Regions from separate parts of the Anas platyrhynchos genome. Here region 2 is linked to region 1. The links are chromatin contacts, called in public Hi-C maps. All regions are on one chromosome and are shown on one strand. Each heading gives the region's core, a stretch centred on a gene start, on an enhancer-like site or on the middle of the called end of the contact. The rest is flanking DNA. Distances are from core to core; before and after follow the strand shown.

What was found. A called contact is a pair of places that touch in the nucleus more often than the background predicts.
Region 2: a Hi-C map of skeletal muscle shows a contact between it and region 1, with 2.2 times the contacts expected there. The contact joins the enhancer-like site here to the promoter of LIPC in region 1. A contact is called at or near these places in 2 of 8 Hi-C or Micro-C datasets (liver and skeletal muscle).

What each region holds. Positions count from the first base shown.
Region 1 is chr11:7,633,660-7,638,383 of IASCAAS_PekinDuck_T2T, reverse strand. LIPC (lipase C, hepatic type) reads right to left here and starts at 2,111. Exons shown (of 10, transcript XM_013104950.5): 1 at 1,667-2,111. The coding sequence starts at 1,703. It overlaps LOC140003397 (a long non-coding RNA gene), which reads left to right. Exons shown (of 5, transcript XR_011811925.1): 4 at 361-421; 5 at 1,233-1,725.
Region 2 is chr11:7,695,498-7,700,221 of IASCAAS_PekinDuck_T2T, reverse strand. LIPC (lipase C, hepatic type) reads right to left here. Exons shown (of 10, transcript XM_013104950.5): 5 at 3,937-4,054; 6 at 1,671-1,904; 7 at 1-205. It overlaps LOC140003397 (a long non-coding RNA gene), which reads left to right. Exons shown (of 5, transcript XR_011811925.1): 2 at 1,159-1,287. Among named protein-coding and RNA genes, the nearest start is that of LIPC, 62 kb to the right of the region's middle. Within about 2 kb of position 2,126, at least 2 of the 8 cell types and tissues checked have an H3K27ac peak or open chromatin away from gene starts, as enhancers often do.

The sequences.
Region 1 (4,724 bases), core at 862-3,361:
CTCTTGGCATTCAGCAATACGGCTGGATAAAGGAAAGAGACTATGACTATTTGGGAACAGAGAATGTATGCCCATGGGCTGGGAAGCTGGTGGCCAATGATTGCCATGGAAAGGTGCTTTCACTGAGAAGCATTGCAAAATTGCAGAGCAAAATGGGAAACAAAAGGAGAATGGAGATTTACATGAAACAGGAGGCTCGGTGCTTTGGGGATACCTGCTCCTGTAAAATGAGGCTAGCTGGCAGGCTGCATTTTGTTTTCAGAAGTAGAGGAAAAAAAAGTTGAGAAACCTGGTAAACTTTTTCAGAGATTCAATGCATTGTTTCTTAAGGTTCTATATTTTCTTCTGATTGTGTTGCAGCTTCTTTAAAAAAGATCCATACTCTGCCTGGAAGGTGAGAGAAAGACTGAGACAGCGTAAGGTATGAACAAGAGGCTTTTACCCACTTATTCTTCATACAAGTAGAGATTGTACTGGAGAGGTTTTTTTCTTGAGTAACTTGAGTTAAACAAGTAGAAGGCAGGGCTGGGTTCCCATTCTCCCATTCTGCTAAGTGTAAGCAGCTCCTTTCTCCTTCACTGAGTTGCAGGCTTATGGTCAGGAAAAATCAGAAATTTATTCCAGCACCAAAGCTGCCACTGAAATATATTTTTAAATGGATAAAAGTCAGTTTAGTACTTAGCAAAACTAAGAAGATAGGACCTTCTTCAGAGAGCTGGTGATGTCTTGACACAGTGCTGTAACCCAGTGGCACTGCCAGTACAGGGTCCTGGAACTGCAGTGAACAAAAAGTCACACATCCTGTGCATTTTAGCAGTCAGAGAGACTGCAGACCATTGTGGATGGTCTCCTAACCCTTACCAGAACAAAAAGTGTGTTTAGAGAAATAAAAGTCATCTTTGAATAGGCTGCTATGAGTAAAACGGGTTCACTTTTCAGCAGAATTTATTTGCTATGAATAATTTGACTAGCTTTGTTTAATTGGCAGACACAGCATTAACCAACCATATCACATATCCCACAGGCTCTGAATCATGTTAGAAGCCTGTTGCACTGTTAAATGATCACTAGTTTTCCTGTTTCAACAATTATTTTAGTTAATCTTGCCAAGTATCCTTCCATTGATGGCAGAACATAATGTTAAATATTTTAAATTACAAAATATCTTTAGGATGGTGCCTGAACAGCATTTACCTCTCTCTCATCTTGGACTTTATTACTTTATCTTTCAGGAAAAAAACTTCAAAAGAAAATATAGAAAACTCTTAGTAAACACAGTGAGTACATTACTAACAATTTCAACAGAATTACAGATTCTCATTTTGATTTTCAATAGAATGTAGACATCTTAATCACATAGGAAAATCAGCAAACCCTGCAATATTTGGGTCTGAGAGTGAGTCAGTTGTTGATTGTTGACTTGAAGGACTGAACCTGGAAATTAAAACTAACAGTAGATTCCTAAGCCTCTCACGTGAACCAATTTGTGTTTTCACAAATATTCTCAGTCATATGTGACAAGGAATCTTATAATAAGGAATCTAATTTTAAGCTTTCATTTCTAATATCTCTGTTAAAAAAGCAGCTTGGTAAACCAACAAGTCTGAACAGCATCCAGACCACCAGGTATTTCTCATTACATTAAAAAAAAAAAAAAAGTGCTTACCTTGTGCCTTACTTGATGATATGTTCCACTTTAACATAAGCTTTTTTTGTAAGACGAAAGTTGAAAAAAGACTTTAATGAAGATTCACTCCTCGGGAACAGTGAATAGATATCACAAGCTAACATTTCTCCGTCGTATGTCCTCTTCAACAGAGACACAACTCCATAACATATTTGAGTGCTTGGTTTTGCAAAACTGGCATGTTCTTAAAAACGTTGCTAAATAAGATCATTGTGTACTACATTCATGTGCCAAAATACACATCCCCTATATATGTAAGACACATACGCATTTAGGCATCCAGGACAGGGTCTCAGAATTGGCTTTTTAACTTTAAAAATACAGGCCTCTATTATGGGCTAAATGCTATTCTCTCTATAAGACAACCATAACATTTGTGTACCCAAAATCAGCAGAACTGGTTCTCTCAAATTATAGCAAACTATCAGAAACAGAAGACAGAAAAGATTTAGGCCCAAATCCGGGCCATTTATAAGTCAAAGGCTGATTTGTCATTCCCTTAAAATAGACTGGTGACAGTCTATTTTAACTGATTACAGTACAATTACTTTGTACTGTAACCAATTACTTTGAAGCTGACTTTAGAGCAGAGTACAGGAACTGTGTATGAGATAGATCACATTTCCTGTTATGACCACAGATGCATTAGCTGGTATGCAGATCAAATATGCACAGTAGTCTTCTATATACTGGAACTCATACGGTAAAACAGGTCCATGTAATCAGGCAGGAATTTGGAAGGATGCAAAAATAAAAATGAAGTCCTAACATGGGATTTAATTGATTGGATATAGGGGCAGGTACAAAACCACTGCTCAAGGAAAGGCTTAGACAGTATGCAGAAACAGTTGGAGTGGTCTTTGTTGCCTTAGCATCAATTGTGACTGAGAATATTGTAAGGCTGTTTTGCAGGATCTCATGAAGGAATACCCTGAAAAGCATAATTCTGTGGAAGCCCATCAGCCTGGATTTAAAGACAGAAATGTTCTACCACATTAATTTTCTTGCTTTCTTAGAGGATACAGTGTCACAGCTGTGGCCAGCAAGGACGATACGGGGGATGTAATGCAGAGCGTGTTGAAATAAAAGAATACGATTCTCTGCTTTAGTAAGAATTGCACAGCAGGAGAAAAAGCATGTAATGGATAAAAATCCATCTTTGAACAGGATGCTGAGTGTGATGATTAGAAAATGGGACATTTCCTTAAGGATCTGAGAGAGCTCTTCCATTTATCACTGCATCTAATTGTAGGTGATGGAAATATCAATTTTAAAATAATCAATTGCTTATGAAACCAACATCGAATATAAAGAAATTGCGGAATATTGTGAATATATCCTAGGAGATTTATCTTTTAAAGATGATAGTGGAGCAAGGTGATCAGTGAATTCCAATACACACAAACTTAAATTAGGACTCCTGAGTTTGTATAAATACATACCGCATGTATTAAGAACATGTTCAGAGTAAAACAAAACTAGAGGATTTTAAAAATTCGGTCTGCTTTAATCTTAAAAAAAAAGCACCTGAACAGCTGTCCCAGTGATTTAGAGGAATTAACCCTATTGAGGGTTTGAGGGGGAAAAGGGCTTAGCTGAGAGGTACTGAAAAATATGTTTCCTAGTCTAGGGAAATAATGCAAAAATGATGCTTGGCTAACACACGGTCATTGCTCTTGTTTGCTTTCTGAGGGGATTTTGCGTTTTTTGTTTATATGATGGAAATCATGAGTGTTTAACCACAGTCCTGGAGACTTTGCTCCAGCACAAAATGTTCACCCCTCCAAACTGCGGGCGTGGCATATCACTTTCCACATCTCATACAGTTTTTCTCCTGTTGGGAGCCCAATCACTGTGTATTTGCAAAGCAAAGTGCACCGAAGTCTCAGTCTCTAAAGTGCTTCAGAGCTACAGCTCTAGCAGAGAGAATATTCACGCAGGTGGGAAGGAAATAAAAAGTAAGGAGGGAGAAAAGACAGAGGAAAAGAGAGGAGGCTGAATGAAAATATTTATCTGGATTTAGTGGGATAAATACAGGCCACTTCCCTAAGTAGACACTGTTCTACCTCTCCAGATTTCCTGACAAGACAGGAAACTCAGGTTTATTGTTAAATTCCTATCTGTGGACTTTACTTCCCCCCTGTACTGCCCCCGTGTGGCCTTAGTTCCAGATCAGAGGTGTAAAAAATGGTTTGGGAGCAGAGTGAAGTCAGTGGCGTCAGATTTTGGACATTTGGATTCAGGTGCTTAATTTGGGGTATTTTAACCAATGCTGCTGCTCTTCTGGGCTAAAATCTCTTGCTGAAGATTAGAATCTGTTGCAGTTTGATCCGAACAGTAAGTCTGATCCTCAGCCCGGGTGCCCTGCCAGCAGGCCATGCTGGCAGCTAAACACCAGTGGCCTGCCCTATGCCTTAGCCTGGGGATTTGTACCCTGGTTACTCTTTGTGTGGCTTGTGTGAAATGAGCTGGTGGCTCCTGTCCAGCACAGGAGCCGGGCGTTTGTGTCACTGAGATCAGTAACTCCAAGCAAATGGCACGGCTGGCACAATTAGATTGCTGTCAAACAGCGAGCAGAGAGCTGAGGGCTTTGGGGCACTGGGGCTGTGCCGCTTCCAGGCATGCCTCCTACACCGTGGTGAAGTGAACCCCCCCCTAATTACAGACAATGCTGAATATATTTCACTGACCTAGAGAAGATTTTTTGTCTCCAACACTCACTTCCTTGCACAGCTCTAAACTTTCAAGAAGCACAAAACAAAATAAAAATAAAAAATCCCACACTCCTGGCTGGCAGGAGCCAGCTGTTTATTTTACCATTGTCGGTCACCATGGGGTGACTGTGCCCACGCCCTGGGCTGTGTCTGAACAAGGTCTGACTACAGCCACTTGGAGCCGACTGGTTGTGGCTGTGTGTGGTGCTGCAGACCATTTTCCTCTCTCGAACAGGCAGGGTTACCTGACTCAAAGTCACCTCTCCTTCCTGCCTCGTGTGCTTCACTGTACTGCACCAGACCGCTGCCAAGGTACGGACCTG
Region 2 (4,724 bases), core at 877-3,376, 62 kb before region 1:
CGTCTGCTTTTTGGGAGCCGTTCCTCCCTGATGTTGTAGCCCAATGTGTTGCACCGGTTCTTCCTACAGCTGAGGCACATTCCTTTGTCAAAAGTGTTGATGTCGTTGCACCAGTATGCTGTGCTTTGCTTGTCGTTGTGAAGCAGAGAGTCGATGAACAAATGAACTGACCTCTCATGGGCACATTTCACGGTTTGAGTGATGCCTGAAAAAAACATGACCAGTAATTTTGCATGCCCTTTTTAGCATTCCAGCTACAGAGCAGCTAACTGTTCGTATATCTTACTGTTCTTCTCACATCCTTCGTGCTTACTAAAACCTCATGAATTTGTCTCAGAAATCATACATGTAACAACCATACTTCTGGGATCATCCAAAGATAGCTTGACTGAACCAACAGGTTAATAAAATTGAATAATTTGCTGCTTAAATTTTAGTCTGCCTGTACAAGACTCTAAATATGAGCCTTGATTTCATTGTCATGGCTGTTCAGTTAATAATGAAATACAGTATGAGACTACATGCAGTCTTTCACCATACAGTATTAAAGGCAGCAATCTCATTCTGAATGATTGAATACTAACTTTTGGATGCTTACATGGTAAAGTCATTTTGGCCCCATCAGATTGACAGACTAATGTTGAATTTTGCTAGCTGCTACTACTGGGGAAAAAGCAAAAAATGTATTAAATACATTATATGTATTAAGTACATAGATATGCTTTTAAGACAAATATATGTTTTCCTCTTTTCCTAAAAGGAAATTTTACTTTTAAAAGATTTCAAATTAGAATTTAATGTTCATTTTTAATTGAAAAAAAATAAAAATCAAATGAAAAATGAAAAAAAAATCAAATTATGAAAGTTATTCTGTGCAATTAGGATATGTCACTGTGGATTTTTTATACACGTCTTCACTGATAAGCTTTCTAGATTTTCACATGTACTGTGAATTATTTTCTAAGATGGTCTACTTTTATATAGTGTGATATTTCAGAAATTTTTGCAGTGTGTTATGCTGCTTGTACTCTTCTTTTTTTGTTGTTGTTGATGTTTGTTTGTTTGTTGTTCAGTGAAAAGTTCTGTTTGTCACAGTGCATCAGTACCTTTACCTTTTTTCAGTATGTTGCATCAGTTTCTCTGTACATTTATGTTCAGGTACATTGGAACTCATCTTCTATAAATATAAACCCTATAAACCTGGAACGCTGGTAGTTGAGTCCCAGAAAAAGCATCACCCGCTGTGCAGTTGAAGGACAGTGACGTGGGAAAAGGTGAATAAAGAAGGTGAGTAGTACAGCCCTGTGTCTTGATTTGAAATAATTAATTGCACACTAGATGAATCTGGCGTAATTAGAATAACTTTTCTCATTTCCTCTACCACCACAACAAATACCTTTTGAAAATTATTCAAAAGTGCTTGACACCATGGTGCTCACTGCCTGATTTTCAGAAGTGCTAGGCAGCCACGTTTCTTACCAGTCAGTAAGAACAATTTGAACTCAATACATGTAAAAATCACCAAATTCTAGAAAAGAAACTTCCTTGCATATAAGGCAAGACAATTCTCCCATTAGATACTGTTTTAAGACCACAGGTCTATGCAGTTTCCCCCTATGCTGTTAGTCCAGCTACAGCGCTGCTTCCCTCACGGCCCAATTGGTTCTTACCAGTGATTCCATATTGTGCAATGTGGTTGTAGACATGCATAATGTGACAGCCAGGCTGAAAGGTGCCTCCGTTGGGATAAAAGTCAAAATGGGCCACAGGCTGTTTGATGCCAACGCTGAGACCCATGTGCTGTTTAGTGAATGTATGAATTGCATCTACGAAGTTTGCATCATCTGGAGATAAACGGTCTGTTGGTGACATTCCTTCAAACAAGGGGCCAGCAGGGTCAAGGCCTACAATAAATGCAAATAATCCAATTGTGATGTAGTACAGATGGATTTTTCCTATACTGTTTTGAGAAAAGACTCTGATAAATATTTAAAAACATACAGTGCTGGTAGTTTACAAGGTCTTTGACTGACAAAAACAATGGTAGGAACACTTGTACTGTGTGGTGTACATGGTTACACCAAAAGGTAAAATAAACACGGGTGCTGTAATAAACAGTAACTGCTGCATGCACAAGGACACAGGCTCAGAGATAGATGTGTTTGTTATAGACAAACCATGCTTGCTACTGCTTTGTCTTTTGAGGGATGTTTACTTAATTTTGTTCTTTGATACTCTAGAGGTCATGCATTTCAGAGGCTCTTTTGAAGACAGCAGTCCCACAACAAGGGTGACTTTTAGCCCACATTTGAGACTTGTAATTTTATAAAACTTCACTTTTTGATTCAAGAGCTCTGTCTGGTAGATGCTGTTTATAATAGTTTCTCAGTGTTAAAAGATTTCAAATTATTACAGTGTTCAGGAAAATAATATTCCAGTTAGAGATGTTGATTTTAGTCTACTGGATGCTTCTGTATAGGGCCCTTTTTGGGAACTGATTTATGGAAAAAGATTTCCTGTGTAGTTTAAAGCTGCTTTTTAGTTTTGAGAAGAAGCGACTAAATTTGAGATTCTTCAGCTGGTATTATGGAGTAATGTATTTGCATTGATGTAACAGGACAAGACTAATAGCAGAGGATACAAGTAGAGATGCCACCCCGAAGTCATGCCTTTTCCTTTTAATAGCTTTAATCAGTATGATTTTTTTTCAGCTTGTTACAAGTTGGAATAATTTTTGATGAAAAATGCATAAATTTGTAATAATAAATTAATGGTTTTGTTTAGCCATTATTAAGGCTTTATGTACTAATATGGTCTGAACAATCAGTGCTGCTGAGCTCAAGTTCTTCAGTGCGTACACAGGTGTAATATCATGACATATCACATAAAATAAGCTTCTTGGCATGCAGGCACCATCACAAGAACTGACTGAGCAAGGGACTATGGAATGGTGAATCAGGTCACAACTGGGACTTGAAGCTATCCAAGGGAGGTAGGCCTGGGGAAGGCAGCTTGAGCTGGAGGCGGGACTACTGAGAGTAGCCAAGGTTGGGTGGAAGCTTGAAGTGGATGTTACCTTATTTCTAAATCTTTCATTGTAATGGCAAACCCCAAGAGGGACTTGCGTTTGGACTTTAGATAATGTGTGGATTATGTTTTGGTCATGCAGGGGCACAGTATCAGATACTATAAGTTCTTAAGGCCAATTAACACGAAAGAGATTTTGTTTCAGGAAGATGCTCAGGATATTGTTCTCCAGATAGTTTGGGGTTATTGGTCTGACCCAAACCTTGGATCTAACTTTTTGTTTTGTTTTTGTTGATGGTGGGTTTTCTGTTGTTGTTTTGGTTTATCCCCCCATTGCTTTTTTCTTTTATTTTCTTGTGTACAAATTAAAATGCTGCATTTCTAATCTCTTCCAGTATTAGATCATGAACGAATGCATCTATCTTTAAGGGAACAGTAAAGTTATTTACATTCTTCTGTTTATTAAAATCAATCCTCGTTAAATGCTTTCTTGCAACACACACAAGGTGGTAGGTATTTACAGTGCATGCAGTTAGTTGTAAATGGCTTTCCATGCATGGTTTCCTTGGGTTTTAAAATATTATGCAAGTGGATTAAGTTGCCTATCCATGTGAGTATTTTAACTTTGGAGAGGATGCTGTTAGAAAAGGTGTCTACATACATTAATTTAGCTAGGGCCATGAGCCTAAAAAGACTTCATAAATTAAATGCAAGCTTTTAGCCAGCAGCTATAGGTAAATTTCCAGCAAAAATAACACTGTCAGTGTGATTAATAAAAATAGGATTGAAGAGTTCTTAGTTCTAATATAAACTATAATATGCCAAATATCTGTGTAATGTATGCAAAGAAATCAGTTGACTATTAAGCTTATTAAAGTAAGTAGTTTTTTGTTTTGTTTTGTTTTTTACCTGTAATTCTTCCGATCTTGGTTGTACCACTGATATAACTGCCGGCAAACCCTGAAACATGAGCTCCTAGGCTGTACCCAATTAGATGAACATTGCTTCTGGAAAATTGAATGGATTCCTGGAAGATAATAGCAGCTTGATTTAGATGGAGAAAATGTAAAAAGTAAACTAATAAACTAGTTACTACAAGGCAGGTATACCATGAATTATAACCCAAGAAATTTGTACATATGTTGATGCTGGAGGTGAAATGAGGTGTTTGGATCATGCACTAAATTTCTTTGCTGGCTGCGTGTTATTCTTTGCCTCCTTCTTATGCATCAGGAAAATGCATCTGGGCATTGCTGCTTATGTGGTATGCTCAGGAAAGTCATTAACAGAAATAGTAGGATTTTTGTTGCTGTTGGTTGCAAATGATGCAAATGTGTATTGCCTTTTGTATGCAGCATTTGACTTTCCTATGACTATAATGTGGATATAATCTATATGGCCTTTAATTTCAGCGTAAAACACTTTAATAGAAGTGTATCGCTTCTTTTGCCTGAGATGTTAATATATGCCAGATTAGAAGCCAAAGTATTACAACATTGTTCTGACATGCTAAGTAATACGATGATGATATTTCTTGGACTGATTTTTACAAAACTGGGTATCTGTTGTGAAACAAACCTAAGAAGCATTGGCCTCAGGCCCTTCTTTCTACCTAATCAATACTATCTAGTTCTTAAGCTGTCCACCTGAGCAGTGAAGCTCAAAATTGTTCTGGCTTGTAAAGAAAAATGTGTAAT